Regions from separate parts of the Mus musculus genome. Here all the other regions are linked to region 3. Evidence: chromatin contacts called from public HiCAR-type and promoter capture Hi-C data. All regions are on one chromosome and are shown on one strand. The core of a region is the stretch at or near the end of the contact, and the rest is flanking DNA. Distances in the headings are between cores, read along the strand shown.

Region 1 (6,745 bases), core at 737-3,236, 500 kb after region 3:
GCATGCTTGAGGCTAAGTTCGTCTGTCAAGGGCCACAATGATAACTTCGCCTCGTCATTCCATAGCGTTCATCTAGCCAGAACGCAGTGGCAGTGGCTAAGATGTTGAGATCTGCCTGTGAAATGTTTGGGCTTGGATCTGGGGACATTAGGCACGCTAGACCTTTGAGACTTTGGTAAAGTCACGCCACCATTCTCTGCCTTGGTTTCCTCATATATAATCTGGAGATTATCAGCAGTTCTGTGATTGTGGAGCACTTTGGGCACACGCGGATGGTTTCTGGGGCCACCTCTAGAAGAGCGCAACCCTAATCTCCAACCTCCCCAAAGGCACATGTGTAGCCCTCACACGGTTCTCACCTCTTTCTAGGCTCGTGCCGCTCAGATCCAAGAGCTCCAGTGCCGCCAGGGGCCCACCGTCCACCCCCGCGAATGCCTCCTGGGCGATGTGGCCCAGCTCGCTGCAGGAGAGGTTGAGAAGCCGCAGCGCTGGGAAGCATGCAAAGGTCCGTGGCAGCAGCGCTCGCAGTGGGTTCCCGGCCAGCGCCAGCGAGCGCAGGCTGCTCCCCGAGGGCCCCGCGCAGGGCGGCAGCTCGGTCAGCAGGTTGTGACTGAGGTCGAGCTCACGCAGCTCGGCCAGCGTGTCACGGCCCCAGTGTAGCACGGAGATGCGGTTGTGGTGCAGCGTGAGTACGCGCAGCTCGGGCAGGCGGCCGAGCACAGGCTCGCTAAGGGCGCGCAGCAGGTTGTGGCTGCCATCGAGGCTGCGCAGCGTGCGCGGCAGGCAGCTAGGCAGGCTCTCCAGGCTGCGGTTCGCCAAGTTCAGAGTGGTGACTCCCGCGGCGGGGAGTCCTACACAGAGAGAGTCGGTAGGGTGGCGGTCGAGGCTGTCCCAGTCTCCCTGCTGAGTGAGTCGGAAGAGGGGGATCCGGTCCTGGGAGATCCTTTCCAGGCTCTGGCTCTGCGCCATCAGCAGTTGTAGCAGGAGCTGCAGCAGCTGCAGCATCAGCGTCCACCGCATGTCAAGTCTCTAGGGAAAGACTACAGAGGGCCCATGGTTTCAGAGGAAGCCCCGAACGAAAGGCACACAAAGTTCCTGTAGTGTGTGTGTGTGTCCGGGGAGGAAGTAACCCCCACCCTCATCCCCACCCTCACCCTCGTCCCCACCCCCACCTCGTTTCTGTCAGTGAGCAGGTGGAGACGAGCGTTTTCCTCATCTCTGGTGCAAGATCCATCACACACCTGCTTGTCCTTGCTTTTCCAGCAGGAGTCTTCCCTGTCTTTTCCATGCCTGGCCTGACTCTTCCAAGACCCCCGCCCTCATGCTTCCGTGTGCTCCTTCTCTGAGTTTTCGAGAGAAGGTTGTTTTCTCTTCCTCTGTAACACCCCCCCCCCCACTTCCCCCACCCCAGGTTAAGCAGCTTCGTTCTAACCGTGAACACATCCAGACTAAACCTCTGCTGAGATTAAAAGTATGGACTCAAGGAAGATTTAGTTGTACCTAGAAACCATCATCTGGCTAACTTTTCATAATACAAGGGTCCTGCCACTTCTGGTGTCTCTTTCTTAAGAGAAGCTCAGGGTTGCCTTCAGAAGAAGATAGGAGCCCTAGACACCCGCAAGATTTGGGATCCTGGTCCCAGATAGGTTCTAACAGAAGCCAGCACTGGGTGTCAGCCCTTTGCAGGAGGGATTGATTGCCCAGCCCTGTTAGCTGTGCAGGGCAGGAAGTCACTGTCTGATAGCCCACATTACTGCAGATTCCCACCCTGGCTCCCTGCTGAACACTGATATGAACAGTGAGCCACCATTAAGGCTCCTAGGGCAAGGCTCCCCTCTTAGTAGGGAGTTAAAGTGATGAGAACGTTGCTGGGAATTGGAGCCAGGTGCTAATGTATCCTGTAGTATGCCATACTTACCAGGCAGCTGTCCCAGTGGGATGTGGCGCGCCCTTTTAGGTCCTCAGTCTTTGGAATACTGTAGGAACCAGTGACCTCCCGGGTCAGCTCTGAATGTCAGAGGGAAGAAGCCAGGTTCCCGGCTGCCCCTCCTCCAGCTCCATCCAGGAGGAGCTTGAGACACTCCTGCCCCGAAGCCCCTCCTTCCCCACCAAGAATTCTGTTGTTTTCTATCCCCCTTCCTCCCTCTCGCCTCAGGCCTCTCTTTCCATAGACCTGGCATTCCCAGCTCCAGCCCCACCCCCACTCCTCCCCGTCCTCTTTCTTTGCTAAACTTCTCCCAAGCTTGAGAAAAGAAGCCAGCAGGAAGAGCAGTACTCAGTAAAGCAGCACGCTCACCTCACAGGAATCTTAGTCTCCCTTCTAGGTGATTCCAGCCATCCCAGGCCCACCAGGACGACTGGGAGCATGCTGGGCTATTGTCCTCAGTTCTTTGTATATAGACCCTGGGACCAGAGCCTCCAGTTTTTCCCCCTGTCAGCGCTTATCTTTGGGCATCTCTGAGAAGTCCCAGGAACCTTTCAAACTGGTCTGATGAGATTACTAGTCCCTGGTGGTTTCATTTGATGTCCTCTTTATGCAGTGTCTCAAAGATAAGTGTTTCGGTCTAGGCTGGCTGAGACCTGGTTAGAAGCATTCCTCGGCCTGAGCCAGGTTAAGGGGAGTCTGCTCAGTGCTCTCTGTAGGGAAGCGGCCAGGAGGTCTGGGTCCTGGCCCTGGTGGTAGAAACCCGACACCACTGGTTGATCAGGGAGGGAGGGATGGGTGAGAGGGAGGTGTAGAAGACCAGGAAAAGATGGAAAAGGGAAGGGGATGGAGACTGGCTCCTGTGGCCCAGCCATGAAATCCTCAATGCTTTGGACAGAGTTGCATACCCAAGAATCAAAGCCTCAGACTTCTCTCAATATTAAATATGCTCTGTTCATCCTGGTCAAGCCATTGCCTCCACTGAAGTCAGCATGGGTAGCTGATTTCAGTTGGAGACACCAGATAAGAAGGACCAGAACCCATTAAAATATAAGTACCCTGTTTAGATAGACCACAAGGAGGAAAAGACGTTGTCTTAGTCAGGGTCACTGCTAGATCCCAGGTTCATAAGCATTCTCTCATCGAATCTTCTCAAGGTACTGCCCACAATCCCATGATAAGGAAACCAAAGTCCCGAGTTGACTGGGCTCTGGAGCAGATGATGGGTGAGCCATCTGGGTATTCTGAACCAAAAGGTGTTCTGTTGCTCTCAGTGGACCCAGTGTATTTCCTCGTAAGATAACCGTTCTTAGCTACTCAGATAAATCCATATCACTTAAGACACTAAAATATTTAGAAAGTCTCCTTTTGTCTATGAGCTGACTTCTTGGGCATAGTAGGATGAGGAAGTGCCACTGTATGGCACTTGGGAGCTTTTCAGGGACACCGAAGAACTCTGTTGCAGTCCTTTCTCTTGTAGCACTGCAGGAGCATAGGAAAAGGTGACATACGTGTTTTACCATAGGAGGATGTTGCATGTAATGATTAAAAATCAATCCGGGGCGGGGGGTGGGGGTGGGGGGGTGGAGAGGTGGCTCAGCAGTTAAGAGCACCGACTGCTCTTCCAAAGGTCCTGAGTTCAAATCCCAGCAACCACACGTTGGCTCACAACCATCTATAATGAGATTGGATGCCCTCTTCTGGTGTGCCTGAAAACAGCTACAGTGTACTTACATATATAATAAATAAATTTTTAAAAAATATTTAAAAACCAACAAACAAACAATCCATGCTAATGCCAGCTATGCTCCAGTACCGCGGTCTCCCCTCCCCCAATGGGAGCTACAAGCTTCCGGCTTCCTTGTTTCCCTGCCTCTGAACTGCTCTATCTTCCCAGCCACTCACCTCCTGTGGCTAGCTGTCACAAATCCCTGTAACCCAGTAAAATAAAAATTCCAGAGGTTTGTAATTTATCAGTCAGATTTATAACTAAATTCTTAACTCATAGAACGCCCACTCAAAGAACTCAAAACTCGGTTGATAATGATATAAGCTGTCCATCTAGATTGGACAAATTGTCCTATATTATTCTATTAACTATCTGTGGCTCTTTCAAGCCACCTGGAACCTGTTTATCCTCTTCCTCTATCCTTCTCTGTCCTTCCTGTCTGTCCCCTGTCTCCCCACCCCCCAAACTCTTAGCCCTGCCTTCCTTTTTCATTGCCCAATCACAGACTCTAGTCTTATCTTTCACCTGCCCTCCTATAGACAGTAATCCACAGGAGGATGCTAAAGTCCTATGACAAAGTCCTGGGACCACGAAGTATGTGTTTTTCAAATATCTATCACATCCTTCCCCTGATGTGGAGCAGGAACTCTTACCCTGCTGGAGTGTCTCTCCTTTGAGCAACTAGTCTCTTACTCAGCCTCCTCTCTACTTGATGTTTTCCTCAGGAAACCTTTAACTAAGGGCTCAAGTGCAGGGAGTTTATTTGGGGGGTGATCTGAGAAAGCTCAGAGAGTCTGATAGTAATGAGCTGGTGCTGCTATGAAAAGAAAGACTTAGTTAAGCCGGGCATGGTGGCGCACGCCTTTGATCCCAGCCCTCGGGAGGCAGAGGCAGGCGGATTTCTGAGTTCGAGGCCAGCCTGGTCTACAAAGTGAGTTCCAGGACAGCCAGGGCTATACAGAGAAACCCTGTCTCAAAAAAACAAAACAAAACAAAACAAAACAAAACAAAAAATGACTTAGTTATGCGGTAGACTCTCTGGGGGAATGTATCTATCTACTGTTGAGGAATATAGCATTCACACTTTGCTTCTGTATTCTGCTGGTCCCAGGGTTCTTAGTGCTGCAGCTCCCAGACATAGCTGGCTTCTTCTGACATGGAGGGAGTCACTCCAAGGAGGCCCACCTGCTATGGGTAAGTGCTGGGTGTGCCTGGCACCTGGGGAAAATGACGAATGAATGGAGAAAGGCATGATGGGGTCATGGTTGGCCCTAGTGTTGAGATGGTTAAGGAGAAAGTGGAGATGGGGAGGGGACTTATGTAGAAATAGAAAATTGAATCACCATGGGTCTAGAGAGCTTGCTCAGTGGTTTAGAGCACTTACCATCACAGCATATCTAGGTTTGGTTTCTAGCACCCACAGGATACCCCAAAACTATAACTCTGGGTCCATGGGATTCAATGGCTCCTTCTGACCTTTTTTGGGTTCCTGTATGCACAGGGAGCACATACACACACTAGGCACACATATACATATAAATAAAATAAATATCTTTAAAGAAATGCAAATCATCAAGGATTTTGCAATCACAGGTTCCCAGCAGGGCTGTGGGGCAGGGGATTTCTCCTGAAAGATCGCATGGTTAGAATGTTAGAAACACTTGGCTCCCAGGGAAACAGACAGTCAATAATTACACTTCTTCTCTGGGTGTGTGTAAAAAGCAGGGTCAAAAATCCTTACTTTTAGTAAGGTCTTGATCATTTGTTTGGTCCTGCCCCCACCCTGTCCATTTTGGAGATAGAAAACTGAGTTCCAGAGAATATCGTGGCTTGCCTGAAGTCACATAGTTGTGAGTTTCTAGCTAGTGAGGAAAAGGCTGACCTCCCTCTCATAAATCCTTCCAGGCCATTTCCTCACAGTCCCGGGTCTCTCCTGGCCTGGTGTAGGAGTGGAGCTGGCCTGCATGAACTGTTAAGCATTGAATGCTAAGCATTAGTGAGAACTCTAGGACTTTTGACCTGTGCTGTTATGCCCCAGTCCTGAGACTTTCAGAATATATACCCCAGATACAGGATACCCCAGAGATCTTCCAAGGGGGTCCTGTCTGGCTGTGTCCACATCTCTCTGTGAACCTGGAGCAGGGTGACAGGGGTTGACCAGATGACTGCCCAGTCAATGCATCATCAGCTCGGCCTTTCAGATGCCAGCTGGCTCTGGTGAAGGCTTCCCCTCCAGCTGCTGGAGTCGGAATGTGCATGAATAAAGCTTCATTCTTCTCTGACACTTGAGATAAGCTGGCGAAATGGGAGGGTGATTGTGGGAGGATGTGGTACCAGGTTGTCAAGTCTCCGCAAAGGGCCTGCTCTCCTGGAGTGGTATGCGGCGGCACAAAGGCCTCAGGACCCACAACCTGCCAGTGAGGAAGGGGTCTTAAGGAGTAAGATGGTGACAACGGAGACACAGGCTCTACCTCTTAGCGTCAGTAGGACTTCCACATAGGTATCTGTGGAATGTGTAACGTAGGGATGTGTGGGATGTTGAGAATGGAAGAGCCCACCACGTTAAAAAAAAACACGTTAAAAAAAAAAAAATCCATCACTGAAAAGATTCAAACTGAACCGAGGAACCAGGCACAAAGGTGTCACTTTCTTTTGCATGTAGATGTAGGAGGTGAGCTGAAGCAGGCATAGGCTGTGCTCATAAACTGATTCTGGAGTTCTCCACAGCTAGGGATGCACCAGAGAGCAAAGAGCCTTAAGGAGGGACACAGGATGTGGATTGTCATCTTAGAGCTCCTTTACCTTTCTGAGGACAATGGCTGTAAACCCTACCTATTACATGTGGCATTTGTCAAGTAGATCAGCTGGATCAGCAACACAGTGTGCGTGCAGATGCTGGCATATGTGTTGCGAGCTTGCATATAAAATGAAGTCCTGAAGCTGAATCAGACTTGGACCCTGGCCTCCAGCAGAAGACAGACGACGCCACTTATATCTTAGTGTGAGCACACTATCACGAGGAGCTGAGCCATGAGCTGTTTTCAGCTCATTCTGTACTCATCCCTGTATCTTGCTGTATTAGTCAGGGTTCT
Region 2 (6,563 bases), core at 281-2,780, 400 kb after region 3:
ATTTTGCTTTCTTCTTTTTAAAACTTGAAAAGATGTATTTCCTTTTATGTGGATGGGTGTTTTGCCTACACATGTGTGCAGTTCCCAGAGAGGGATGTAATCTACATGCCTTTTCAAATTTTACCAGTTGTCGCAGAACTATCATTTTTAAGACTGGGGTTGATGATATAGGAGACTGGTAGAGTGCTTTCCTGGTATGCCCGTGGCTCTGTGTTCTCTCCAGCAATGTAGAAAAACATAAATGAAAAATTAAAAACATATGCTCTGAGGCTGCAGTTTGGGTAAATAACCTTCCAGGGAGAGGCATCTTTCTATGTTCTCAGCATGTGCAAAGAGAATTTGAGCCTCACTCTTTTCAGGAAAAGGAACTGAAAACTTTTATCACCTGACCAAAAAGATCTCACGTCAGGTTTCACTGGTCCTCGAAATCTGTTATCAGAGCAGATTGTGTCTCTTCTGGGCAGGACGATTGCCTGGCGCTTTTCCCCCAATTCCTTATCAGGCTAACAGAATCCATGTTGAAAATAACCTGGAAGATGCTATCATCTCCATTGCGCACATAATTTAAAATGCGTTTCTATCTCTATTTAAAAGCAAGCAAAGAAGAACAGGTTTTCAAGGATGTACTCCTTACCTCACCCCAAGCTATGCTCCTGTTGTAAAAGAGTAACTAAGGGCCAAAGGGTGACAGCTTAAATAAATGTCTATCAGAAGAGCTGGGTAAGTGACCAATCAAGAGAAAGAGGGGGAGAGGAAGGGGGCGAGGAGGGAAGGGGAGAGGAGGGAGAGGGAGATGGGAATGGAAGGGAGGGGGAGGGAGAGGGGTGGGGAGAGCGAAAGGAAAAGCACCAATTATGTGTGCTCCAAACTAAAATAGGCCTAAGCCACAGAAAGTAGTTACAGAAAAAACTGAACTTGGAAAAAATTGAGGTTAAAAGAGAGAGAGAATTTTGAAGTGTATCCTTTGGCCTGTTTGATTTTTTAAGTTCATCTGAATAAGTACGTCGGGTAGGAGATTCCATAAACAGAAGACAGAAGTGCCATAGATGGGATACACAGACACTGACCAAACATCTCAACCAAGAGCAGGTTACACATTCATGGTTGCACACTGAGGTTTACAGCCATTACTCTCTTGTTAAGGTCTAAGAACCGCCTGTGTATTTATTCCAAGCAAGGATTTTCTTCAGCTTGGCAGAGGATACAGAAAGCTGACCCCCGTCATTTACACACTTCAGAATCACAAGTATCCCACAACCCCAAACTGCAGCATCGGAGGTGTGCGCGGAGGAGCTGGAGCGCAGGCGCGACAATATGAGCCGGACCCTTGTCCCTTCTTGCCTGAGATCTACAGCACCTGGCGTCCCCGCATCCCTGCCCGTGCCTGCTGGGACCCTGCGCAAGGCCGCACACACTGGCTGTGCTTCCGCCCGCTGGCGCCGCCTCGGGGCTGCTCCGTGACGTCAGGGCTGAGCGAGGGGCGCCCCCGCCCGCCGCTCGCCCCCGGGTACTGCACCCCGCCTGCCCTTCATAAGAGCCAGGCCTGCGCCCACCGCGCCACAGCTGCTCTGCGGAGCCCGCACCCGCCGAGCTCCTCCTACACTCAGCTGGCGAGAGGCACCATGCAGCCGGCTATGCTCCTCGGCCTCCTGGGCGCAGCGGCTCTGGCCGGTGAGTGGGATTTCAGCACCCCGGACAGCTCCTAGAGCTGGCGGCACTGGGTTTCACCCTCTATCTCGCCTCTCCTCTTCCCTGTATCCCTTGCCTTGCCTGGCCTGGCTTTGAGTAGGAGAAGCAAGAGCTGTCCAGCTTTTTCCTCCTTTCCCCGCCGGGGCTGTGCAGCCCTTGGAAGCAAAGCCGCATTCTGTGTTCTCTGCAGAGATGTCAGGCTCTATACAGAGCTAGAGAGAGCCTTTGTAGCCTGACTCTCCGTGTGACTTTTCACAGCCCCGTGACCGCAGAGGGGTGGGAATGCACGCAGTTGGCCCCTGCAGAGTTTCCTCTATTATTATAAAGGCACTGAGTTAGAACTAAATCTGAGTGCATTTAAGGCATTTCCCTCAGCGTGTCATATATGTGTGTGCAGGTCTTCGTGTGTCTGTTTACAGGGTTAACATATTTACACTTTGTATTTATGTTTCTAAAGAGAGGTAATTCACATGTTAATTTATGAATGGAAGCTGTACTAGATATTTCTTTCCTTTTGTGCTCCAGAAATAAAAATAACAAGACTGTGTTACACCCATGAAATTATCTTTGGAGTAGCAAAATAAATGTTTTAGTCAATTTTGAAGAATGAAAGCAGAAGTAGTTAATATTTGACGGTTGTGTGTGGATGAGTGCGTTGCTAAGTCTCAAACTACTCTAAATTTACTCAATGGTCTCCAATAGCCTGAAAGATGTGTTTGTGTTGGGAGACTGAAAAATAAGTATAACACCAAATTACACTAGCAGCTCTTTGTCTCTGTGAATGTCCTCGGAAAAGTGTTTTGTTCTGAGACTGAGATTTCTAACTAGAATTGAGATATCCATATGTCTATATGAAATATATAGATGTATATATATATATATAATATATATATATATATGCCTTTGATTGACAGGAATCTCTCATCCAATGTTTGACAAAATGAAAGCCAATGGTAATTTATGTTATTGCATTCATAATGTTCTTATTTTTAAAAATCATTTTTATAAATAACTATTTTTTATAAATATCATATTCTTAATTTGATAAAAGGAAACAAACTGAACAACTTAGAAATTTTCAAGTCCAAAGTATTTCGGAAAGATATTGCTGAACAGGACACAATGATACATTGTACACAATGTACATTCTGTTCTAGATTACAAAACAGTAAGCCTTTTGTAAATCGTTTAACTGGTTAATTAAACTTTTTGGTGGTGGTTAAACATTTCATACCTCTTATGAAGGAATATTTAGTAGTAAAATACCGAAGCTATGCAAATCTCTTCTGTTTTAGGCAACTACTCACTCATCGTGCAGCCTACTGCTTCACTTTGACTATAACCATCTCCACTACCAATTTTAGGGCATGGTCATCACCCCAGAAACACACCATGTATCTTAGCACTCACCTCCTCATTTCCACCTCCCCAAATCTGGCAATGAGGGGATTCCAGTAGTTTGTTACTTAGTAAAATCATGGTTGAGACCCCAGGAAGTCATCTGGTTAATTTTCTACCATTTCGAGCTTCTTGAAGGAGATCCACAACTGTCTGTGTAAGTACTGTGCACCTTAAAAATTAATATGAATAAACCAAATCCATATCCATATCACATAAAAGATAAAGGTATTTTTGCTATGCAGATCCTGTTTGACTCGCAAGTTTGGTGGAATTTGGGGTGCCCATGGTTTACCAGCAAAAGAACATGCTGAGCCTACTTTGCAGCTGTGATTTTCACATGAATCAAACCTTCATAGTCTTATGGATGCTGATGCTTCAAGAGCTATTCTCAGATTTGCTATTTGATTTTTTTTTGTCATTTGATTATTTTACTTTTCCATAAGCATTAAATGTATTTCTTATTTGCTACAGAAATAAGCTAAACCAGTTTTGGGTACCTAATACATCTTTAGTCATTTCTTTGCTCTCACAGATTCTATTGGAAGAAATACATATTACTTAGCACTCTCACCAAGGCTCACAACGCAGCTCCATAAGCAAACCCTAGTTCCTTTCGATTAAGAAGAGTCTGAGGAGTCTCCCTTGGGAAAACGAGGATGCTCTATACTAGTAATTTGTAAACTGCTAATTGTCTAGGACAATGAGACATCCCTTGTCCATCAACTCTGACAAGGGTTAATAGTTTGGCAGTCTGGGTAGTTAAAGTACCCAGTTTATATTGGGAAAGAACAACAGGCAGAACTATATATGTGGATCTGCACTGCTACAGAAGGTCTGGAAAGTTGAACTTGGAAAGGGTGACTTCTCAGTCATTATGGGAGTAATTCTTCCATAGTTATTCTTTCCAGAGGATTTCACAGATTTGAGGTGGAAAAAGAGACTCGCCAAAGTGAGCGTGTTCTCAAAATAGCAGACATTGGACCATGAAAGACTGGCCCTAGGCCGGGGCTCGGTCAGGGAGTGATCACCTGCCATGTGTGAGGATCTGGGCTCAGTCTGCAGCACTAAAGAAAAGGAAAAACCACAGAACCTCCAGAGCCAGGCATAAGAACCCCGTTGGCCAGTCAGGTTTTGTTTGACCTGTCTCTGAGGAAGAACCGGAGTCTTTCTTCATAGCTTATCAAGCACTTTTTAAACATTTTTAAGTGACCCTAATAAACCTGGGTAACAGTGGGACCCTGAAAACAATTGGGGTAGATGTTTAGTAAAGTAAGCAAATGAGAGACATTCGCTCCAAGTCGCATGTATTTTTTTCCTCTGGGTTGACAGGCAGTGGGTTAGGTAGGGTGAGTAGGTGTTTGAACAGGCTTGGTTTGGAAGGAAGGTTAGGGTGCTCGTTATAAATAAATAGCTTTTGAGTAGCTTTAGTGTCTGATGCTCGAGAATTTTGCTCTTGCCCCAGCTAGGTCTTCTATTCTGGGGACCAAGGGAATCGCTCCTCTTTAAGTTTTTTTTTTTCCTAGCATAATGATTGTTTGTAGAGATAAGAGTGTTTGTAAAGGCTTTGAGCTTCTCTAGCAGAAAGGATTAAACAAAGGGAAAGCGAAAGGTAAAATAACAAAAGCAGCAATCATTGGGAGAAGGAAGATGTGGCACCGGCAAATGCTGGTCACCAGGTTATTTTCTGACCAACAAAGACACTCCAAATGCTGATTAAGGCAGGGACAGAGTCTCATAAAATCTTGAGCATTAATTTTTCCTTTGAAACATACTGTCATATACCAGTTGTTAAATGCCATCTTGGATATCCTGACCGTAACAATGTGCTGGAGAACTTGATACTTCTAGGTGTTTATACAATTGTAAACAACTCATAAAACCATCACAGTGAAAGCAGATCATGTAAGCAAAGGTCTTGTGTGAGTAATGATCTAATATCCATGGGTTTGGTAGTTGTTATTGTTGAGAGTTTTGTTGTTGTTATTTTTGTGTTTTGGAGGTTTTTTGCTTTTCTTTGTTAGTTGTTGCAGTTGTTGTTTGTTTGTTTTTGAGATAGGGTCTCTCTATGCAGTCCTGGAAGTCAGGGAGACAAAGCTGGTCTCGAATTCACTCACACCCCTGCTTCTGCCTTCTGAGTGCTGTGATTAAAGATGTGCACCACCACACCTGACTTTTAGTACCCGTGGTTTTTTTATAAGGGAGGAGATTTTCTTGGGAACTGGAGTAGTAGAGAGAGCCACAGATCTATAACCACTTGGTATAGACAGAGGGAAAGAACTGCAGAGGGCACCTGATTCTGCTTCCATTAAAAAAAATTACAATTGCACAGAATGTAGGAAACTGCAGAGTGAGTGCACAGCTTAAGACACTTTTCACAAATATAGGACGGCTGTGTAACCAGCACAATACTTGGTAAAATGCTGAAACCTAAGAAGGCCCCTCATTTGTGGTCTGGATCTGATTTCTATTGGCTGTAAGGCGGCATTTGTTTCCAAATATGCTCAAGACATTTCTGAGAGAAACAGCAGTGTATTTTAGGTATGCACACATGTATGTACATTTGCACGCATGTGTACAAGCAACTAGGAAATGATGATCATTGACGTCATCCCAACCATGGGTTCTGCTAAGTATTCACTCTGCATCCCTCTCAAGAAAAGCTGGGCAATTTAAAAAATCTGGTTCATTCAGCTTCCACCCCCCCCACACAAAAAAAACACAAAACAAACAAACAAACAAACAAACAAACAACTCAAGACATTTTCCATTTTCTCCTTCAAAGCTGTCAGCTCAGCTCCAGTGGATAACAGGGATCACAATGAAGAAATGGTAAGTTGAGATGTTGGTCTTGAGTCTTGACTTGCATGTACACCTTAGACTGTCTCACTGCCTTTGACAGCTCCCTCCCTCATGTCTTGAAAGGCCAAAGTTTTGTCCTTCAGAGACTGGGACAAATGATGGCCCTCCTGGGGGCGGGATTTAGTCTTCCTGAGGACAGAGGCAATTTCCCTCTAAGCTGCTTAGAAGTGGGTTTCTATTTCCCTTTGGGCTATCACCACCCAATGCCTTCTTTCATTCTGTAGTGTAGTGCCTGGGAGGCTTCCTCAGGGTCCTGTAAGTCTGGGTCCCTGCCCTGAGCATCCTACATCAGTTCTAGTCACATTCTCAAGCCGCCGAAGTCACAGGCGCTCCTGGTCAAGCTGTGTTTCAGCGACACCAGCTTTCCCGCCCACTTTTGTGTCTTCTCATAGGTGACTCGCTGCATTATCGAAGTCCTCTCAAATGCCCTATCCAAGTCCAGTGTTCCAACGATCACCCCTGAGTGCCGGCAAGTCCTGAAGAAGAGTAAGTGTCTCATAATTCAGAAAGATCTTTGTGCCTCCTTTTCCTCCAGCCTCCACCTTACCTGCAGACGCATCCTTGTGGTATAACTTGACAGGCAGTGTTGATTTACTAGTATGGTACCCAGGGAG
Region 3 (6,619 bases), core at 2,459-4,958:
ACCATCCAGGATCTGGGGGCAGATAAAACCACTGGTCAGCAAACATCAGATCTGGCTAGTCCCCCCAAGAGTTAGCTAGGTACAGTCCAACCAGAGTCACCCAGGGCCAAGAAGACGGGAGGCCGTCTGCTTGCTGGTCACAGAATGAACTGGAATCTTCAGAGAAACCCAAGAAGAGTATGCACCCTTAGCCGGGCAGTGGTGGCACACGCCTTTAATCCCAGCACTTGGGAGGCAGCGGCAGGCGGATTTCTGAGTTCAAGGCCAGCCTGGTCTACAGAGTGAGTTCCAGGACAGCCAGGGCTACACAGAGAAACCCTGTCTCGACCCCCCCCAAAAAACCCCCAAAAACCAAAAAACAAACAAGCAAACCCAAAGAATATGCACCCTTGTCCTCCTTCCAGCAACAGTGTTGGGCTGACTGTTCTTATTCTCAACAGCTTACCAGACAATGGCACAAGGCAGGGGCTGTGGACGGGAATGTATTGGTGGCTGGGAGTGGTTCTCCTGCTACTCTCCTGTTCTTTGCTTAGGAGCTCTAGAAGCCAGTCTCTTAAACTATGGGGCTTGCATAACTGAATGTGGCAAGGGGGGGGGGAGGAAGGTGACTGCAAATGGTTTCTGAATGAAAAAAATCAATTCAAAAACGGAAATCAGACACACAATGAATCCTGGCTGTTTCTGGCATCCTTCATCTAAGTTGCATCAGGACACTTGGTTGTGGCCTTGTTTCTGCACACATGTGCACTTTGCCCTGTGTGCTAGTGTGCTTTGCAGTGCCCCTAAACAGGGCCTCCAACACCTTGCCCCAGACTCGTGTGCTGTGAATTGCACATGAACAGCTACTGTACATGCAAAGTTTTCTGCTCTCATAGAAACATAACAATTTAATTATGGAAAACAAAGACTACACACTGGACATTACATACTGGGTGCTACATACTGGATGCTACACACTAGATGCTCCACATTGTTTTATTCAGCTACAAATTAGTGTATCCTTGAGCTTATTGTGTTGAAAGGTTTTGATTTAAAAATTTCTATTCAAAGGGCTGAGAGATGGCTCAGTGGTCACAGGGGCTTGCTGCTCTTATAAGGGGCTCTCTTCGAGACCAGAATTCAGAATTCCATAGCAAGCACCAATCCTGGCACTATTAATGATACTCTGTTATGCTTGTACACAGGAGCCTAGCATAACTGTCCTCTGAGAGTCTCCACCCAGCAGAGACCTACAGTCAAACATTGGATGGAGCTTGGGGACTCTTATGGAAGAGTTGGGGAAAGAGCTGAAGGCCCCAAAGGGGATAGGAACTCCATAGGAAGACCAACAAAGTTAACTAACCTGGACCCTTGCTGGCTGTCAGAGAAAACCACTAATCAAAGAACATACAGGCTAGACCTAGCCTCCACTCACCCACATGTAGCAAGCGTGCAGCTTGGTCTTCATGCGTGTCCCCCCAAAACTGGAGCAGGGACTATCCCTAAAATGTTGCCTGTCTGTGGAATTTGTTCCTCTAACTGGGCTGTCCTGTTTGGCCTCAGTGGGAGAGGATGCGCCTATCCCTGTAGAGACTTGATGTTCCAGGGTTGGGGGATAGTCCTCTTCTCAGAGGAGGAGAGGAGGTGGGAATGGGGGAGGGAATATGTGAAGGGGGAACTGGGAGGAGGGTGAGCAATGATTGTGATGTTAAGTGAATAAATAAATTAATGGAGAAAAAAATAAAATTTCTATTTTAAGGACTGAGATGGGTTAGTGGTCACAGAGGCTTGCCATTCTTGTAGGGGGGGGGAGGGTCTCTTAAATAAGACTGGAGAGCAGAATTCAGTTCTCAGCACCAACACTGGATTGCTCATAACAGCTTGTAATTCCAAGTTCTGGGGAATTGATACCCTCTTCTGGCCTCAGACAGTCTCCCCCTTACACTAACATACACACACATGACACAATGCACACAGACACACATGTGCACACATACACACACACACACACACACACACATAAGAATTTAAAAATTGCTGTCTGAGCACTTGACTAGAGTTTCATTCTAAAAAATAATCATTACATGAAATTTGGCTTGGAATTAGGACAGAATTTCTAGCCGTGCTTGAAATGGCCCTGAAGCAAGCTTACCATTTGTGCCATGTGTTTCTATAAAGAGCCATCCCAGCATTGACTATCACAAAAATCAAAGTATCATTCAACTCTGAAAGAATGTTCTAGATGCCGTATCAAATATTCAGCCAAGATTTAATTCTTTATGTAAAAATACGCAATCCAACTCATTACTATGCAAATTTGCTTTCCTCGTTCATAAATGGTAAAATTATATGCGTATCAAAGAATTGTTTTAAAATACATTAATGATTTATTATTAGTAAGTGTTTGAATTATATTCCTACTTTATACACGTACAAACCCAGGGTCGTGTAAGAAATTCTCTGGTGAATGAGGTCTTTCTAAATGGAAAAATTTAAGAAGCCCTGCTCTAGGATAAATCCTTTCTCCCCAGGTTGACCCCATGACTCTGGATCAGCTTCCGGACTCCTTCCTTAGGTTCCCAGATTCCCAACCACAGCCAACCCCGACTAAGGAGGAACTGAGCCTCGTCACAGTCTGTGTCTTTTGAAGTGGCTGCTTGAGACCAGATTGAATTGATAACAGCCTCCTAAGAGTGGGTGGGGGATGACCAGGGAGTTTAGGGGCTGTCCATTGCTTGAGAACTCCCTTATAATCCTAGTGTCCCGAGACATCCACAGAAGGGAGACAAAATAGAGTCTCCAAAATGCTAGCTCCCAGGAGGTAGCTGCTATGGGGCAAGCGAGGGGCTGGAGAGAGGACTCCAGCCTGACTTAGTCTGTCTCAATGAACTGCCTTCCTCTCCCACCTCAGCACACCAGCCAGTGCGGGAGCTACGGGAGCAACGGGTAAGGGTAGCAAGAAGCTATCAAACTGGATAGCGAGGTCTGCCCAGTTTTACGAGGGAGAGCGCTGGGGGACAGGAATCGCCACTCTGCCGGCGTTAGTGAAACCCCGATTTGCTACACAGGAATCAGCCGCACGCTCCACCCTACCTGAAAAGCGGGGTTCCAGTGGAGTCTGGATCCCAGTGTCCTCCCTCTGGGGCGTCTATTGGTCTCCCAAAGATCGCCACCGGGGACCAATAAGCGGGAGTTCCAGCCGCCTTCTCATCACCAGCCCGTAGACTGTGGGAAGAGGGAGCCCGTTTGAAGGTTCCCACGTCTCTCACTCACTCAGTGCAACACTGGTACAGGATTAGGTACCCAGTGGGGAATTTAAGCTCAAGAAACAAAGCCGGGCACCAGAGGTGCCTGCAGGGCGCAGGAAACACGCAGATACCCCCACCCTTGTCCGTACGCCTTCCACTGAGTCCGCGATTTCGGGGCTCCACTCCAGTCCCCTAGTCCCCAATCCCAGGGTTCGGAGGTAGGAGGTGATCTCCTGGAACAGACGCGGAGTGCCCCCAAGTCCGCCCGCCCGCCGCAACCCGGTACTCACTTGCCTCGGTGCTTTCAGGGACGCACTCCCTGGCCGGTGGCGCCACCATAGGTGGGCGCGGCCCGGGCTCTGGGAACACTAGCTCTGGTTGAGGCTTGCCTACTTGGTGGGCGTGTGTCGCTTGGTCCTGCTCTCCTCGCATCAGTCTTTCTGGAGTTGCTGCTTCGCTCTGCAGCTCATCCAACAGCCCCGGACCCAGCCCAGGTGTCCCGCCCCTCCCGGCGCCCGACTCCGCCCCCCGAGACCCGCCTGCCTCCTAGATCTACTGAATTAGGGTCTCAGACTTCCGGGTGGTCCTTCCAAGGGTTTTGTAAGCTCTTGAACCCGTTGTGACCTCAGCAGCTGGCCATCCTTGAGACGGAGCACTGTCCTCTGCAAGCATTTGTGGCTTCCACTAAGTGTGCAGAGTTGGAGTGTGTGTGTGTGTGTGTGTGTGTGTGTGTGTGTGTGTGTATGTGTGTGTCTACAAGTTCCCAGAGCCAGCAAGTAAGGGGTGAAGCCTAGTCTTCCCTTAGAAGTGATGCAGGAGAGGCCCCCCATATGCAATCCAGACCTTAAGAGGCAAAGCTGGAAATTAGTGGTGGCATGGCTTGCCCTGCATGAAACTTCAATTCTGAGGTTCTGGTCTAAACTGGGATGATCTTTCCTGTAGTGTCCTTGGCTATTCAAAGACAATCCGAGTCTAACCTCCAGCCTATCTGAGGCTACCCAGAGCCCCTACTTTATTTCCAGAGGAGTTATTTTATTTCTCCCAGAAATAAAATTACCCCCACTAAAGCAGGAACTGTGTGCTGGCCACAGAGAACATTTTCTAAATGAGACCTGTCCGATAAGCTGACAATTTAAACTACCCATATAGAGGACTTGGAAAAGTATTTGGAATTGGTCATTCTGTGGTTCTGCCTGTCCTACCTTATGTGAAACTAACCCACTGTCCTGCCCTCCTGTATCCTCTTCGCTGCTACGATGGAGTCAGGAGGCCTGGCTTCTTTCCTCCCAGGGACAGGCTGTGGTTCGGCTGGCGCGGTGGCTGGTAAGTACATCGTCCAGACTGCAGGAAAGGCTTTGCTGTTTTGCTTTGGTTTTGTACAAAGCAAAGTGGAGTTGACTGACACTGTAGCCGGATTTCTGAACATCCTCTTTAGGTCATTCTTTCAAAGGTGCTTGCTTATCAACTTCAGCTATTGGCTTCAACTCTCCTGACCCACGTCTACCCGCACACCCCTTTATATGGGACAAACAGACCCTCTGGTGTACTCACAGCATTCTCCAAGGTAGATTTAGGTCAGGGTCTCATTCAGACAGATCAAGAAGCCCATAGTTGTCATGCTAGCAACTTGATGTCCTGATCTCAACATAATAGACTTGTCAGGGAACCAGCATGGGGTGAAGCCATGAATCTTGGGTGAGTAGGGGAATTGAAAGATTGGAGATTTCTCAGTATACAGTTGAAGACTACTTTGTGTCCTAACTTTGGCACATGAGAAGTCCTAGGAGATGAACCATAGTAACCCCTATGCTACACACACACACACACACACACACACACACACACACACACACACACGCCGCCACCACCACCACAAAGTGTGTTCCCTGGAAGGCACACCATTATTATTCAGGACATTGGAGTGGTTTAATGCCGGCACAGAATAACATCCTTCTAAAGGGCAACACTGAATTGTTGGTAAGCCTGAGATTGCCATATTGAACTCCATTAAGTCACCCCTTCCTACCACCACAGTACTTGAATAATACTGTGACTTGAATTAAGTCAGTGTACGCAGAGGAGAAAAGGCATAGGGCCTGTCCTAGTTTATTCTGTTGCTATGATAAAACACTCTGACCAAAAGCAAACCGGGGAGGAAAGGGTTAATTTGGCTAATGTTCCCTAGTTACAGTTTATCTCTAAGAGAAGTTAGAGCAAGAACTTAAGGCAGAAGCTTGAAGCAGAAACCACAGGGGAACACTGCTTCCTGGCTCATTCATAGGCTTAAGCTCATTCAGCTAGTTTTCTTGTGTAGCCTAGGCCCACCTTCCTAGGGATGGTGCCACCCATAGTGGGCTGGGCCCTCCCACAGTAAGACAATCTCTCAGAGACATGGCCATAGGCCAATAAAAGTGATTCTTTTCTGGAGTATGGCTTCCCACCATACATCCCCTGAAAATAATGGATGGCAGAGGTAAAGATTCCACTACAAAGTTACTGGTGAGGAATTGGGACACATAGCTTGATTGTGGTACCTATGTCCTTATGAAGTGTCATACTGCAGGACAGTTTCTCAGCCAATAGCAAACTCAACACAATTCAAAAATTAAAACACATAAAATGATATCATATAAAATAGCATTCTTTCCCATCCACCTTGTATGCACAGTTTTTCCTGTTTTTCCAAGGGGTATCTGTAATCTAATATATATATATTTATGGCTTCTTCACCTTTCTACTATAACATAGTCTATTGTACGGATACACTGTTGCTACCTTTTACAACCCACACTGCTGGATATGTTGGTTTGACAGGTTCAAGATGTCTGTAAAATTACAGATTAAGTTATTTCCAATTTTTTGTTCTTATAGTGTTGTGGTATTGAATGGTGTGCGTATTATAGCTCATCAGTGACCGAGTACACAGAGCATCTTTGGGTGCATGTACAAGGATATTTGTATGACAAATTCCCAGAAGTGGTATTGCTGAGTCAAAGCATAAAAGCATTTGTACAAGGCTTTGTGGTGGATCTTGTCACAAAGAGCTCCGTGGGGCTCTATTAAGCCGTCTGTTGGACAGAGGTCAAGGCCACACATTCGATTGATGAACACACGTTTGTTTAGAGAAGCAGTATTCCAAAGCAAGATTTCTCAGTAATGTTTCCTCCCCTCAGTCCTGTAGCCATGGTGACCTTTCAGTCTTTCAAAGTATGGGAGGGAGGGACTCTGTTCTTAAAAAACAAATCTATTCCATCATTTTTTTTTATGTCTGTGTGTCTCTTGTAGAATCACACTAAGAAATCAAACTAAGACTGTGCTGTTGCTATTGACACATTGGCAGGTAAACTTTGTAAGGCTGTTGAAATTAAAAGTCATTTAGCTCTGTGAGTTAC
Region 4 (6,011 bases), core at 534-3,033, 460 kb after region 3:
GAATAACTAAAAAAACCAAAATACCCAAAAACTGAGTTGGGGAGATGGCTCAGTTGGTTAAGTCTGAGTAAGATCCTCATGTAAAAAGCCAAGGATGCTTCATTTGTAACCCTAACGCTGGGTGGAGGGAGGAGAGGCAGTTTCCTGAAGCTCCCTGGCCAGCCTGAACTGATGAAGCCATTCAGCATCAGCCTCTGCCCCCACACCTACACACATACAAAAAGCAGTGTGCGCTGAGTAACCAAAATAAAGCAAATCCTAGTATTTTACAACGAATATTTAACTGATAGTAAATGCAAAATGAAAATGAAATGAGGGATAATATGCCATAGAATACCATAGAAATATTAAACCCTGACTTGAAGGAACCAAGTGGTAGCTGATATAAATATGATCAAAGTCAGCTGGTTAGATTAGCTGCAAGCAGCTCCATCAGTTGACCCATCCATCCCAAAATGGGCCGATCAGACCACTGTATACAAGGGGATGACTAAGGCTAAGACTATATACAAGGGGATGTAACTCTAATTATGAACAGAAACTGACTTTGTTTTTGTTTTCGAGACAGATTTTCTCTGTGTAGCCCTTGCTGACCTGGAATTTACAGATATCTATCAGCCTCTGCCTCCCAAGTGCTGGGATTAAAGGCATGCACCACGGCCACCTGGATTTATCTTTTTACTTCTTTTTCTCTTTGTTTCATACCACTGCTTAGATTTTTCTTCTCTTTTCCTCTTCTTTCCTTTTCTTCATTTTTCTTTCTTCCTTTTTTAATTAAAAAGAAAAGTCTAGGCCTCTCGCAAAAACCAAAACAAAATAAAGATGATCTTGATAAAAAGCTCCTTAAGACTACAATCCTTAGCCGGGCGTGGTGGTGCACGCCTTTAATCCCAGCATTCGGGAGGCAGAGGCAGGCGGATTTCTGAGTTCGAGGCCAGCCTGGTCTACAGAGTGAGTTCCAGGACAGCCAGAGCTACACAAAGAAACCCTGTCTTGGAAAAAAAAAAAAAAAAGACTACAATCGTCAAATGTGATGTGGGCTTTACGAACAACTTCCAGGTGAGTGTGTGCCATCACAGACTGGGCTGAAGAACAGTGGAAAGACTGCAAGACATCACCACGTGGTGACCTTTCACTGGTTTGGTTCTTGCCCGACCTGGATTCAAGGCCCTGGGTTCAAGCTCAAATCTATAACAAAATGGTAGGTTAGGTAAGGTTATAACAGTGAACTGATTTGTTTCTAATTCAGACTTAGAATAAGCAGGTTTCTCCTGTCCACGGGCTTCTGTACCTGTAAAAGTAAAGGCAAATACAGAAGGCATGTTAGAGTTGTTGAGAGGATAAATAATGACACTATAACGCATACAGTAAGCACTTCCCAAGTAAACAATTAGTGATTGCTATTATTGACATTTCCCTTTGCTCTATTCATATGCATTTAGTGCTAAGGAAGCAGAGTAGGTACTTAACTACTTTGATGCCAACACTAATGCTTTACATCTCCAGTGATAATACAGAGCCATGCACACCAGCGGGCCACTTGGCATCAGGCAGGCCTGATATAAGTGGCTTCCTGTGGCCACGTGGCACTCGCTCTTGGTCTTCCCTACCTGTCATTCTTCTTAGCCTGCAGGCACTAGCGGCTCTACTCACTAGTCAGGTCTTCCTAACCTGCGGGCCTTAGCTGTTCGTGCTCGCCGCTGCCGCGCGGGGGCGCCGGTGAGCAGAGCGGCTGGGTGTCGTGAAAACGTCGTGAAAGCTGACTCCCTTGGCGGTTCAGGCCACCTGTATAAGCGGAAAGTGCCAGAGTGTAGAAATTAGTATGGAGCTGTCCATACGGCCTCGGCACCGCTCGACTTCTCTAGAGAAGCTGGCAGCCGGTGCCAGGGGCGTCTGAGTTCTCGACTCTTGGACTCCGTGGAGGCCACACGGCCATGTTGGCTTGGCGCGTGGCGCGCGGCGCGTGGGGCCCTCTTCGCGTGGCCCTCCGGCCTCCGGGGGCGCGGCTCGGCAGGGGCGGCTCCCGCAGGGCCCTGCTGCCGCCCGCGGCCTGCTGCCTCGGCTGCCTGGCTGAGCGCTGGCGGCTGCGGCCGGCCGCGTTCGCCTTGCGGCTGCCCGGCGCCGGCCCGCGGACCCACTGCTCGGGCGCGGGGAAGGCAGCCCCGGAGCCCGCCGCCGGAGGAGGAGGTGCCGCCGCGCAGGCCCCCAGCGCCCGATGGGTCCCGGCGAGCGCCGCCAGCTCGGTACGTGCGAGGGAGGGTCGGCGGGACGCAGGTGACGGGCTCGGCGCTCTGTCGCGACACTCACCCGGTGTTCTGGGAAGTTACGGGCAGCCAGGGCGTTCGATCTTGGTGAACTTCAGGGGTCCCCCGCCGGGTACAGTCTCTGGCCAAGTTGAAACCCACTGTAATCCCCTTGTGTGCACACCCGTTGCTGGGAGGTGTGTCTACACGTTGCATAGGTAAAAACAACCATCGCTCGTCTAGTTAATCTGTTTTTAATTTTTTGAAGTGAATCTTCAGGGTTAAGTTCGGCGGAACCATAAGAACGGCCCTTCTGTCCGTTTGTGCAGATTACATCATCCTTTGGTCTTTAGCAGTATCACGGAGGATAATTATCTGGCTTAGGTTGTAATGAAAAGATCTTTCAACTTTGTATTATAGAAAGCTTCAGACTATTCTTGACGTAACAGAAGGATTTGTTCACCTTGCCTGGTAAGATAACTTCCCAAGCAGGTGACACCAGAGCATGAGTGTGGCCCAGCTTTTGATGTCATGTTAGCAAGTCCATGCAATTATTACATCTTCAATTGTTAGGTCTTCAGCGGCCACTGTACTGCCCTGCTCTCCTCAGTTACACAGCATGGGCTGAGGTGGCCACACCCCGGCAGGGGTCACAGCTTCAGGCCTAGCTTTAAAACTCTTGGAGATTGAACGCCGCCGGATGCTTTGAAGTTGCCCTCAACCTGGCTGAAGCCCTTCCCAGCACAGTTGGCCGAGTATGCCACAGGTTATCTGGTTGGGTAATTTGAGATTAAGCTTTGTCGACTTTCACAAATGTCCAAATGTAATAACTAGATATTAATGAGCTTTTTGTAGGGTTTTGTTTTTCGAGACAGCTCTTCTCTGTGTAACAGCCCTGGCTGTCCTGGAACTTGATCCGCTGGCCTCGAACTCATGAGATTCACCTGCCGCAGCCTCCCGAGTGCTGAGGTCAAAGGCCTGCACCACCACCATGCCAGCCGGTGAACATTTTTTTGTGGGGCACAGGCTCACTTACTGGCCTGGTAGCCAGCTGTAGTTGTGTTGTGTCTTTACCAAGGGAAGTGAGGAGGCTGGGTGCAGCTTTCTATTTAGTCATGCTCTTTCAGTGTGTTAGACTAACTTTGGAGCTCTTCATTCTCAGCTTTTGCTTGCTTGTTTTAGTTTTGAGATAGGGTTTCTGTGTGTAGTTCTGGCTGTCCTGGAACTTAATCTGTAGACCAGGCTGTCCTCTGAGATCCACCTGCCTCTGCCTCTGCCTCTTGAGTGCCCAAGTTAAAGGCGTGTGCCGCCATAGTCTGATGGCTTTTGCTTTCTAGCACAGCCCTGAGCTAGCTACCTTTCTCTCTTCCCAGCTTTTGTGAGTTGCTGTAATATTGGGTCAGTATTTGACTTTGTTCCACAGTGTGGTCAATAGCCTTACTCTTTTCATTACACATACAAAGGTCAGGGCAAATCTCGAGCTGTCTCAGCAGCTTGATACTTTTTCTAAATTTCAGGAACATTTCTAATCTTTGAACCTGGGTGAAATGAGCTTGTTTTCATACAACTATATAGCGTAGTCCTACTTGAATAGAAGATTCCAGCTTAGAGGGTTGTATTGCTTCTGATTTGGCCATTGTCCCTATAGAATTTGAAGTTCTATAATTTTCAGTGACAGTATTCTCCACCTGCCTCCAACAACCACCATATTATTCCTCTACACCGACACGCTTTCTGTCGGGTTCTTAGTATCAATGCCTTTTCTTATGAGGTAGGTGGGTCATGAGCTGTTTAAAGATGATCTTGAGAAGTGAGCGCTGCCACTTTTCCCTTTTGGTTCATGCAAACATACTTGCTACTGATACACATCATGATCTCGGCTTCCCTGGATTGTCTTTTCACTCTCCACGTGTGTTCTGGGAACTGAGGTTGTCAGCGTGGCCCTAAGAACCCATACCCAGTGAGCTCACCAGCCTGCTTTTTTTTTTTTTCCTAAAAAGGTTAAGGTTTAGCAAGTTGGTTACTGACTTACTGATTAAAAGGGATGCTAAAATGCTTCTTCGAAGATAGCATTCAAGGGGGTGGAATCTTGACTAATGGAGAAAACAGTTCAGGCTCCAGGGAAAGATATTTTCTTGTTGTTTGTGTACCATGTGGCACAGGGTGTTGCAGCTTTGCTAGCTTAGAAGTTGGCATGCGCTCATGAGTTTTCTCTTTGGCAATGTCTTTCAGTGCCGTTGCCGGGAGCCCTTCTGGTAGTGCCCGTGTCTAACAGCTTTGCTCCATAGGAAGTTTCAAGGAACCAGAAATCCCAGACTGCCTCAGGCTTTTACTTGAGGGAGAAGAAGGAGTCTGAACATCTCCATTGCTGCTTTTGACAGATTTATAGAACTCTCCGTTTCCATCTATCTCTGTCTTGGATTTAGCAGCTTTTGACGAGAGTACCTGGATTTGATAATTTGCTTTTTGTTTTGTTTTGGTTTTCTGACAAAATTCTAGTCTGTTTGGCTACTTAGAAGATCTTTCAAATCTTTTGCTTTAATGAAGTCATTAGAAGCTAGATTATATGGTAAATAAGGCATGCTCATCTTTTACATTTAAAATTTCTCTATGAATATATTTATATATACGTGCTTACAAGAATTAAAGTTTATCTTCTTACCCGTCAGTTAATAAGGTATATATTTAAAAGTATGAATTTATAGCATTTTATTCAAATCGTGCTGTCTTTGTCTTTCAGTATGAAAATCCATGGACAATCCCAAATTTGTTGTCAATGACAAGAATTGGCCTGGCCCCCGTGTTGGGCTACCTGATTCTTGAAGAAGACTTTAATGTTGCACTAGGTGTTTTTGCTTTAGCCGGGCTAACGGATTTGGTAAGTTTTGAATATATTTGCTTTTTTCTCCCTTTCAAATCCCACGCTGTCTGTAACTCCCGTTGTAGCCTCGCCTTAGCATTTTCTGGAAGGATGTTCTCAGCATGAGTGTGATCTGGTACTTTGTGTAAGGACTTGCCTTTAGCATCCACATGGGACTGCTTGATAAGGTTTAAGGGAGCGTGTTAAGGTCTTAGAGAACTCCAGGAGAAGATAATCTTTAGCCTTGGTGTTTAACTTTTCCAAAGGAGAAACCTTAGAAATGCCGCAGCCTGAGTGCTTGCTGTGAAGTAAGTAAAGAGCGAGCAGAGCTGGAACGCTGTGTGGGCTGCGGAAGAAGTAGCCTGGTGTGCACGTTTGTTCCTGTCCCAGGGAGCCAGGGTGTGTCCCGGGCTGCTCAGCTGTGAGCACTGTGCAGAGAAGGCCTTGGTGTGAGGTGAGACTGGACATGCTTTCTTCTCCTTCCTAAGCATGTGCGCAAGGAGGGGCTCTGAGGTCACTCAGCCAGTCAGAGTGTGATATAAAGCTGGGAGAGTAATTTTACAATAGAAGGCTTTGTTCCGTTTTCTGACTGACCACTACCATCATATACGGCTGTATTATCATTTACCTTTTCACAAACGATTTGAAATGATTTATAAAATTCCAAGCCTACAAACAAACACCATTGGGAGAGGTGGAGGACAGAGGAAACACTAGAGCTCAGAACAGTGTGAGCATGTGGAGATGGAAACAGTATCTTCTCTTTCAGGGAGTGCGTGGGAGGCACAGTTTCTTTGTCTTCAATCCTATTTGGGTTTTTTTTTTTTTTTTTTTTTCTTTTTAACAGTTTGCTCTGTATTTATTTAATGATACTAGAAAATTCGTTTTCTTTTTCTTTTTTTTTGGGG

The links. Promoter capture Hi-C pulls out the DNA fragments that hold promoters and counts their contacts. HiCAR-type assays count read pairs that join an accessible place to other places.
Region 1: a HiCAR-type map of embryonic stem cells shows a contact between it and region 3, with 4 times the contacts expected there. The contact joins the promoter of Lrrn4 here to the promoter of Prokr2 in region 3. A contact is called at or near these places in 3 of 39 promoter capture datasets (the HPC-7 cell line, embryonic stem cells and maxillary cranial neural crest), 3 of 115 datasets of contacts at active chromatin or transcription factors (embryonic stem cells and stem cell-derived neural progenitor cells) and 1 of 9 other capture datasets (liver).
Region 2: a contact with region 3 is called in a promoter capture Hi-C map of embryonic stem cells, with 6 times the contacts expected there. The contact joins the promoter of Chgb here to the promoter of Prokr2 in region 3. A contact is called at or near these places in 6 of 39 promoter capture datasets (3T3-L1-derived adipocytes, HPC-7-derived erythroid cells, embryonic stem cells and 3 more), 2 of 115 datasets of contacts at active chromatin or transcription factors (embryonic stem cells and pancreatic cancer cells) and 3 of 9 other capture datasets (adipose tissue, embryonic stem cells and liver).
Region 4: a promoter capture Hi-C map of liver shows a contact between it and region 3. The contact joins the promoter of Crls1 here to the promoter of Prokr2 in region 3. A contact is called at or near these places in 8 of 39 promoter capture datasets (the 3T3-L1 cell line, the HPC-7 cell line, HPC-7-derived erythroid cells and 5 more) and 1 of 9 other capture datasets (embryonic stem cells).

What each region holds. Positions count from the first base shown.
Region 1 is chr2:132,878,876-132,885,620 of GRCm38.p6, forward strand. It overlaps Lrrn4 (leucine rich repeat neuronal 4), which reads right to left and starts at 1,987. Exons shown (of 5, transcript NM_177303.4): 1 at 1,919-1,987; 2 at 360-1,040. The coding sequence starts at 1,020.
Region 2 is chr2:132,780,112-132,786,674 of GRCm38.p6, forward strand. Chgb (chromogranin B) reads left to right here and starts at 1,531. Exons shown (of 5, transcript NM_007694.5): 1 at 1,531-1,671; 2 at 5,873-5,919; 3 at 6,342-6,435. The coding sequence starts at 1,623.
Region 3 is chr2:132,381,739-132,388,357 of GRCm38.p6, forward strand. It overlaps Prokr2 (prokineticin receptor 2), which reads right to left and starts at 3,709. Exons shown (of 3, transcript NM_144944.3): 1 at 3,518-3,709; 2 at 1-12.
Region 4 is chr2:132,844,883-132,850,893 of GRCm38.p6, forward strand. Crls1 (cardiolipin synthase 1) reads left to right here and starts at 1,784. Exons shown (of 7, transcript NM_001024385.1): 1 at 1,784-2,243; 2 at 4,984-5,121. The coding sequence starts at 1,935.